Regions from separate parts of the Mus musculus genome. Here region 1 is linked to region 2. Evidence: chromatin contacts called from public HiChIP or PLAC-seq data. All regions are on one chromosome and are shown on one strand. Each heading gives the region's core, a stretch centred on a gene start, on an enhancer-like site or on the middle of the called end of the contact. The rest is flanking DNA. Distances are from core to core; before and after follow the strand shown. Region 1 holds the start of 1700071M16Rik (RIKEN cDNA 1700071M16 gene). Region 2 holds the start of Mmut (methylmalonyl-Coenzyme A mutase).

Region 1 (4,426 bases), core at 407-2,906, 2.7 Mb after region 2:
TCTCACACTGTCTATACCCACAGATCTGCACACGAGGATAGATGTACTCACTCCAGATACTTGCTGGGTTTGTTGAGTAACTCTTTACCACAGCATCTCCAAAAGGGCTTGCGTAACTCATCATCACTAGCATAACCTTTGCCCTACTTGATATTTGAGGAAATGGACTAATCAATAGGAAAGGGCTGGGCCTTATGTTGATATTTACACAGGTAATTGAAGAATATTTCAGAGGTCCATTCATCCCTCAATACTTCCCAGGAAGGGAAAGCGCCATGGATACGGTGGTGACTGAGGTGCTGGACCTTGTCATCAGAGAACCTGTGACCTACTTGAAATGAAGAAGTTCATCTTTCTAAACTGTATCATCAGGGGTTGGAAACAGGTCACACAATGGGTCCATTATCTTCCAGGGTACATTTTATATTATTGACTCTTATTGGTGCAGGGTGAAAATTTAAAGACGTGGTTTTTTACCCTCTGATTTTTAAACATCACTGGGTTGTTTAAACATGCCCTTGGTCTTGTGTTAACCCTATGCTATACTCAGTCTAGCTGTTCAGAAGTGGCTACGTGAATATTTTAAAAGTTATAATTAATACTTCAAAACAATAGATAATTGTTCTTTATAATCTATTAAATGAATAATAGAAAAATATAGCTATTTGGGGTATAACTTATTTAATTAGTGAGTGTGTGGGTTTGTGTTATAAGTGCATATGTATATGTGAGTGTCCACGCTTGTATACACAGGTGGAAGGCAGAGAAAAGTGTCCACTGTCCTGTTCTATTACTTTCTACCGTATTCCCCTGAGACAAGGTCTCTCATTGAACTTGAAATTAGGCTGACAGCCAGCAAGCCTGAGAAGCCCTTCTGTCTACACATGAAAGGACCCGGGGTTTCATCTCTGTGCAGCCATGCCTAAGATTTTATGTGATGCAGCAGATTTAAACTCAGCTCTCCATGTTCATGCAGCAAGCGCTCTCCCCATACCCTTCTTTCGGTTGTCTGAGACAATCTCATGTAGCCCTGGCTGACCTCTAACTCACAATGTAGCAAAGGGTGGCCTTGAATTATTTATCCTGTTGTCTCCTATTCACTAGCACTGGTATTAAAGGCATGTGCTGCTGGGCCTTAAAAGGCTTACAAATATGAGATACTTCGCATGCTGAGGAAGGACTGTAAAAGTACTTTAAAAAGAATGTGTTTTTCTTCTAGAATGTATACATCTCAAGACTCGGGAATATTTGACACTCAGAGACACACGTGTGCTTTTAACACAAACCCGCACACTCACAAATTAAATAAATTGTAACCTGAATTGCTATATTTCCTAGATATACCAAGTAGCGTCCTACAGGGTTCAAAGTTCCCATTCACATAAAGTTGAAGAGGATTAAGAAAAGATGAACTCTGAGCCACAAACTATAGCACAGACCAAGCTATAGTTGGTCTGATCCGCCTCTTTTTCCTTATGATGATTTCAGATAGATGGATAGATGGAGATGCAGATTCGTGTGATGTGCAAATTGCAAGATGCTCCTCCTTTTCTGTACCCAGAGTGGTACCTGTGACTCCTAAATTCCAGGTGAACAGGTTCCTAAAGTAGAGAAGTTGGAGAGCCACAGGTTATTAGAAGAGGTTCCCTTGGTTTCTGTGGAATTACGATCTCATAGGAGGGGAGATCCACTTGCGGATGTTCTGGAACTCTGCTGATAGGTTAGGGTCTCCAAGGTAGCTAAGAGGTCTCTGGGGTTCCAACCTGAGCTGTGAGAGCCAAAGTTCTCCCCCTGGTCTAGCTCTGACCTTGCTGCCTATGTGTGGGGACACAGCTGCTCACTGGCTGCCAACTACAGAAGGAAAGACAGAAGGTGGTGTCTACCCTGCTACTCTCTAGACATGTCACCTCCCAGTTACACCAAGGCTGACTCCACAGATAATCTGAAACGAGAGCAGAACCTTCTGTAATTAAAAAAAAAAAAAATCCACACCTTTGAGGAAGTGCTGTGAAATTTGAATTGTCCCTGGAGAAGTGTGGAAGTTGTTGTGTAGATCTGCTAAATCCTTCAAAGGACTTGACAGCCCCTGGGAAGCAAGACTTCACCAGCTCTGGAGAAGGAAGGAAGTCATGGCAGTTGACTGCCAGTTACCTACTCCAGTTGGTGTTAAGCACACAATGAATACCCTCACTTCATCCATCTTTACCCACACAGCTGCTCTGCAGGCTGGTTAAGGGCTTTAATGGCCCACTTCACCAGTGGGCACCAGAGAGAAGAGTTAAACTGCTTAGGCCATACCACCATAGGTTGGTATCTGAAACAGAATCACCTGGATCCAATACCGGGCTCCACTCTGCTTCACCTTCTGTCTTTCATCAAACTGCCCCCTCTCACTGCTTTACCAATGTGGCAGGCCAAGAGATATGGGCTGTGCCACAGCATTTCTTCATCTTGAATCAGCCTACTTTGAATCTTTTTGATTGTCGAATTCGAACCAGGAGTCTGCATTTCCAAATCCCTAGGTGACAGCCATGCTGCTGGCCCACAAGGATCATCTTTGTGTAGGAGGCCTTAGGTACTGAAAGAGTCTGTCGCGGGCTGGAACCTCACATATGTATGAGTCATCAGTGGAGGATGTGAATAAGAATGTTGCCAAGACTCAAACCCTTGCTGAGCAGTGATGCATGATAATGATGCTGGTGCCACACCTTACATAGTTCTGGGAGCTTGGCAAAACCTGTGCTGCAGAGTAATGGGCTCCCACGGTTCAGTCAAGTGGACGTCGGAGGCCCAGCTCAGTGTATCAGGAAAAGTAGGAATCTGGATTTATTGTTATTTGAGCCTAACATCTAAACGTAAGTGATGGCTTGCCTGAGCTCTAGAAAGGAGGGCCGTTGCAGAGATATGGAAGGGTTTGGGCTTCAAACGGGAGTGGACAGGTCAAAGAACACATGCGTGGGTTTGAATGAAGGACAAAGGAGGTTGGTGGTGTTTCAGCTTAGCTCCCCTCCTTCCCACAAAACGATCTGAGCCTGGTGTGTCAAAGGCTGTGTTTACACGAGGAGGGCCAGCGCCTGAACAGTAGCTGTCATCATTCTCGCCATTGTGAAATAGTCCACACATACGGAATTCCTGATTCTGAAGAAGAAATGATTATGTCTGTGTTGTAGGATTTTCCCTATCCAATTACATTAGGGCAGCAGAAGGCCTGTAATTGGACAGGGAAAAGGGAGGCAGCGCCAAGAGTGGCAGAGACAGAGAACGTAGCAGATGGGAGCGGGGAGGAGAATGGAGGCAGACATGAACCAGCATGGCATGAACCAGCCACGGATAGTTATGGTATCATAAGGTTAGAAAAAATTGGGATAAAGCTTTTATCGTTATCAATTGGCTCTGAAATTATTGTATTAGCATCCTGTACATTGTGATTTTATTGATACATAAATCTGATCGGCTAATTATAAGCTTTAAGAGTTTTGATTCTACCAGGGTCTGGGATCCGGATTATTCCAAATTAAGAACAAATTATAGAGATTTATTTGCCTCCCAGGGTTCTAGCCTGGAATTCATAAGATAAAGGATTCTGGGATTTGGGGTAGGGCTGGACAGTTAGAGAGTGAGAGAAGGGGGTTGGGAGATGGTTGTTTAGAGTCATCTTGGACCATTGGCTTTGATAATGCTGTGTAAAGATGTCAGGACCAAATGCACAAGAAGTGGAAGCATGCTGGCCTGGTCTACAGAGTAAGTTTCAGGACAACCAGGGCAACACAGAGAAACCCTGTCTCGAAACACACACACACACACAGTCTAAACACTAATCTGAAGTGTGAGATGAAGTTCATATTCAATACAGAAAATAAACAAATGTAAATCATATTCCATACACCTTGTATAGCAATAGCATTTGGAGACAAGCCTGTTTGGTGAAATCCCAAGCATCTTGTCAGAAGATGTACGCCTGCCTCCATTGTTTTATTCCCCAAAGCCCCATATATGCTTTATACAAAGCAGGCCTTTGAGTGGGGTGAGAAATGAGAGGGTGCTGGGGAAATGGCTTAGTCAGTTATGTGCTTGTATGAAGATGAGAGTTCAGATAGATAGCACCCATGTAAAACTGGGTGTCTGTCTATAACCCTTATGTTGGGAAGGCACAAAGAGTTGAATCCATGATACTCATTGGCCTGTCACCCAGCAATGAGCTTCAGTGAGATTCTGTCACCAAAAAATGAGGTGGAGAGCAACTGAAGAAGACAGAAAACATAGACTAGACCTTTGACCTCCACAGTCACATGCAGAAATGGAAACACACTCTCACACACACAAGAGGTCAGAAACTGTGAGCAGTGTGTCATTGCCTTGGAATTCCTAGCACCTACTTTTAGGCGGACTGGCTACTGCCATGTGTTTACATGAAATTACATGAACC
Region 2 (4,501 bases), core at 1,810-4,309:
CAAAGAAAAACTTTCTAAACTCACAGAATGACTGACTCCATCATACTTTGCAAATACTCTTCAGTATCCTTTGGAAGAGGTTGCCAGGTTGTTCTCTTGCTGGATGATATTTTTACCCGTTTTAGATGAACATACGTTGCTTGTCCTGTTACTGGTAATACAAGAGAGTCTAATCAATCTAGAAGTTTTGCAGTTTCACTTAAAAATAACTTTAACATAAAGAACAGTAGTGGCATTATGAAGCTAAGGCATTCTACTCTTTAGCTCATATCTTACTGCAGCTATAACATGTCAGTTACTGAAGATGCATCTGCTCTATTTGGCAATACCTGACATACTATCAACTGATACTGCAACACAAATACTTTTCAATAGAGAATCAACTTATTATTATTATTAAAACTTGCTTCTGAAAAGTGACTTTATTTCTTAAAGACTTTCAACAAAAATACTGGAAAACTACTTCTACCAAACATTGGAAATGAAAGAACAAGCAAGAAATAAACACTGACAGGTATATCTTTAGATCAGAGATGAGTAGCTCATAGAGAGGAACAGAGATTCCTTTTCTACTTATCAATATAGCAGGTAACCCTCAACAGTGTTTTCTGGAAGAACTAGACAATGAACTATTCCACGTACAAGGGATAAGCAATAATATACAGTATTGGCTTCACAAAGATTAGGTAAAGAAAAAGGGAATGCTATGCAAATTATAGGAGTGCAGAAATTACGAAGTAAACGTATGGCACCCTAGGAAATAGAAAATCAGAACAGTATTTGCACCAATGTGTAAGGAATCATCTTACAAAGAAGAGATGTTTAAGGAAATGGTATTTCCAACTAATTACCTTTGAAATGCTTAAGCTAGTGATTACAGTGATTACAAACTATCTGTACAGTAGTGGCAGAACCAAAATCCGTGGTGTCTTAGAGAGGAAGAAGTAGGTTTGTCTTTATATCAAAGATGAGTAGTTCAGAATGAGGGATAATAATTTGTCTCCTAGTTCCTTTCGATGTGACAGGCAAACCTCTATATATTTGCTGTTAGAATTAATATTGAGGATGTGACTGTTTATGCTCACCTTTTACCATTTCTGAACTCAAAACCAAGATACTGAAACATTTTTCATGAAAAGCAGTAGAAGACACTTTAATACAGAACAATACCTTTAGAGGACAGATGCTTTGCATGACTTCTGTTTCTTTTTGCTGTGTTTCCAACCTAGAGTCATACAAACAAACAACAGATAAAAAGATGGTTTTGCAACACATACTCCATGTATACAAATACTATACCTTCCAGGAGGTAGAAAAAAGTATTGTAGATATGATAAACAAAGAATGCACTAAAGTTTGTGATATGAATTACAATGTGTAGTAAAACTGACTTTTAGCCCTTTGAAGGGAAATAGATATTTCTAATTAAAGAGATCTGAAAGAAAGAGATCTTACCTCATTCTCTGGCAAATCCGCTTCCTTATTGGCTCTTTGTTTCAAACTTCTTTTCACCTGTTGAGGTTTTTTCCTAGAAGCACGTGCTTTACCAGACATTTTCATCTAAACAGTATAATCACAACGATACATAGTCTGCAAAGGTGAAAAATATAATTATAATATAAATATAATTTTTGTTGAAAAGAGTACATAAATTTTTAAAAAATTTATTCTTCTCTCATGCAATACATCTGACCATAGTTTCCTCTCCCACTCCTCAAGTCATGGGTCCCTTTTCTTTCCCCAAACCACTGCTTCTGCGTTTCCTTTCATAAAACAACAGGGCTCCCAGCGACATCAACCAAACATGAGGTAATAAGATGTAATCAGACTAGGCACAAACCATCATATCAAGGCTGGATAATGCAACCCAGAAATGAGGAAAAGGGTCTTCCAAGAGATGGCAAAAGAGCAGGAGATTCTCCTACTCCAACCTTTAGGAATCCCCCCAAAACACCAAGCTAAACAACATATATGGCAGGATGTAATACAGAAAACGCCTACATTGAATCATGAGACAGACATTGTAAGTATCGAAACCAGGGTCATGATTTCTACCTGTTGGGACCACTCAACTTGTGTTAATTTAAAAAAAAAAAAAGAAAGAAAGAAAGAAAGAAAAGAAAAGAAAAATTAAGATAGAAGATAAAAATTCCTTACTGTTCCCAGATCCACAGGAAATCATAGCTTAACAGTGGGTTGGTAGACACCGCTATGACTACAATTATTATGTATGAGATATACTAAATGCAATCAAATGACTTGTGGGCAGCTGTGGGGATATCTTTGGATTAATTAGCCAAGACGAAGAGAAATAAAGTGCTTAAATGAAACCAGCGTAAAGTCGGACGGCGTGACAGCTCAAAGAACATTTTTTTTTTTTTCTTTATGAATCAGCCCGTTCAGACTAGATCGAATCCTTATGGGAGGAGTGGAAAAAGGCGCTCCGCTTCGGTTTGCTTGTTGTTTTCTTGGCCGGTTTACTGAAACTAGTTTAAACCGACTTATCTCAACTTAAGCTGTTCATCTGCGAACCACTAACGAGAGTGAACTTGGGCTACTCTGTCCGTCGCTCCAGGACGAGGTACAGAGATTCAGGAACCAAGACCGGGAGGGTCAGGGGGACTAGAGAGGGAAGATCAATATTTTCACTCCACTCTGGGGTTATCTCAAACAGTTGCCCTAAATGGCAGAGACCTATTCAGACATTAGACATTGCCCCTTAAAAACAAAACAAAACAAAACAAAACGGAGTTTTACCACAAACGCGTGAGGCTCAAATTATCCCCTGGATCTGTCAGCCGCTTTATCGCTTCCTCGACTCTTCACAGTTGCTTCACGGATTCAAAAGGCGCGCTTCTGACTTAATCCGCCCAAACAACCGGAAAAGACGGAGAACTTCCAGGATCTGGGAACCGGAAGCGTCAGTGAGGAACGCAAACACACTTGTGTAGAGAAGGCCGGCCTGCGGAGCGTATGTCTTTACGTCATCAGACGCGCGCCCGCAATGTCCGGATTGGATTGGCTAATCCGAGGGCGGTGTTGGCTACGCCCCCTGATTTGATTGGCTGCCGAGCTCCTGCGGCGAGCGGGTGTGACCCCGGCGTCTGGGTTCGGTTCTGAAGTCCGGGCTTGGTCCGGGTGATCCCCAAACACTGTGAGTAAGCCCGTGCGCTGTGGAGCACGTCAGGCTTGCAGGATTCTTCTCTTATTGGCTTCATCTGCTCCACCTATCTATCTTGCTGTCCTTTCCTTCTTCTTCACGGATTTTCTGTGATAGGAAGCCGCCCCTGCTTGCTCCTGAAATATAGATGGTGACTGACTGGGTTCTCATTTCCCGCCAGGCTGGTGGAATTCGGAGGTCACCGCTGCAAAATGCCTTTCAACAGCGTGCTAGTCTTGTCGCTGTGCGTCCCTGGTTTCCCACGCACGCGCAGAGCAGAGGTTACTTGTTAGAGGTTCACAAGCTCATGTGGTTTCTAGGGTGTTTTTGCTAGAGGTAGTAAGACAGAAAGTTAGGTGACAGAAGGAAAAGATGAAAAGGAAAGGCGCGTCTAACCTGATTTAAAAAACAAAACAAAACACATAGCCTAACTTCTCCGTTTTGCCATTGAGAGCGTGACACATGCGTGTAATTTTCAACCGCCTGCTGATTTTCTTCCAACATAGTTTTGTGCTTAGTTATTTTTTAGGCCAGTCGTTCTCAACCCTCTTAATGCCAAGACCCTTCAGTACAGTGGTGACCCCCAACCATAAAATTATTTTTGTTGCTACATTGTAACTGTAATTTTGACACTTTTATGAATCGTAAATTGAATATTTTTGAAGATGGAGGTTTGCCAAGGAGTTATGACCCACAGGTTGAGAACAGTTGCTTTGGGCTAACAGTTCCTTTATGCTGTTAATTTTCTTGCCTTGTATAGTCACCACCTATGTATATTGAACAGTGTGAGGGGCTAGCTCTTCTGAGGTGTTACTATAACTTTCAAATTAATTACAAAATATTTAGAGAAAGCTCACAACAACAGTAATTGCACAGAGTGCTAGTTTCCACAGACATAATACATCATGTAATTTATGTCCAATAAAGGCTTCCTTTTTCTTTTCTGTGCTGTCATAAATGAATACTCCAGTAAGTTTCAATATGGAATATAGTAGTTCCATTCAATTCATTCGTTTGTTTATATTGTAACACACGTATTCTAACTGTGGATGTTTATGTTTCAGATTCTCTAATGCAAATAAACAGCAGAGAATTCCTATTCTATCTCTCACAATAGAAGCCTTCCCAGAATGGATGTTACCCAGTTTAAGGGGCTAGCATATCTGAGACGTTTCCTGTTTTGAAAGTTTACATTGTAAAGTAATTAGAACAGTATTGCGATGAGTGGCTTATGCGGCTTGTTTGGTGATCCATAATAAGTATTCAATAGTCATCAAGGCTTCACTAAGTTGATAGGTCAGAAATTATATGAAAAATAGAGTTTTAAACTCCCACTGTCCA

What was found. HiChIP or PLAC-seq counts read pairs in DNA pulled down with a chosen protein or histone mark.
Region 1: a contact with region 2 is called in an H3K4me3 HiChIP or PLAC-seq map of stem cell-derived neural progenitor cells, with 11 times the contacts expected there. The contact joins the promoter of 1700071M16Rik here to the promoter of Mmut in region 2. A contact is called at or near these places in 1 of 39 promoter capture datasets (hippocampal neurons) and 1 of 115 datasets of contacts at active chromatin or transcription factors (stem cell-derived neural progenitor cells).

The regions. Positions count from the first base shown.
Region 1 is chr17:43,589,853-43,594,278 of GRCm38.p6, forward strand. 1700071M16Rik (RIKEN cDNA 1700071M16 gene) reads right to left here and starts at 1,657. Exons shown (of 4, transcript NR_045445.1): 1 at 1,570-1,657; 2 at 1-25. All of the region lies in intron 2 of Pla2g7 (phospholipase A2, group VII (platelet-activating factor acetylhydrolase, plasma)), which reads left to right.
Region 2 is chr17:40,931,626-40,936,126 of GRCm38.p6, forward strand. Mmut (methylmalonyl-Coenzyme A mutase) reads left to right here and starts at 3,060. Exons shown (of 13, transcript NM_008650.3): 1 at 3,060-3,154. It overlaps Cenpq (centromere protein Q), which reads right to left and starts at 2,949. Exons shown (of 9, transcript NM_031863.4): 1 at 2,758-2,949; 2 at 1,456-1,590; 3 at 1,171-1,225; 4 at 25-151. The coding sequence starts at 1,554.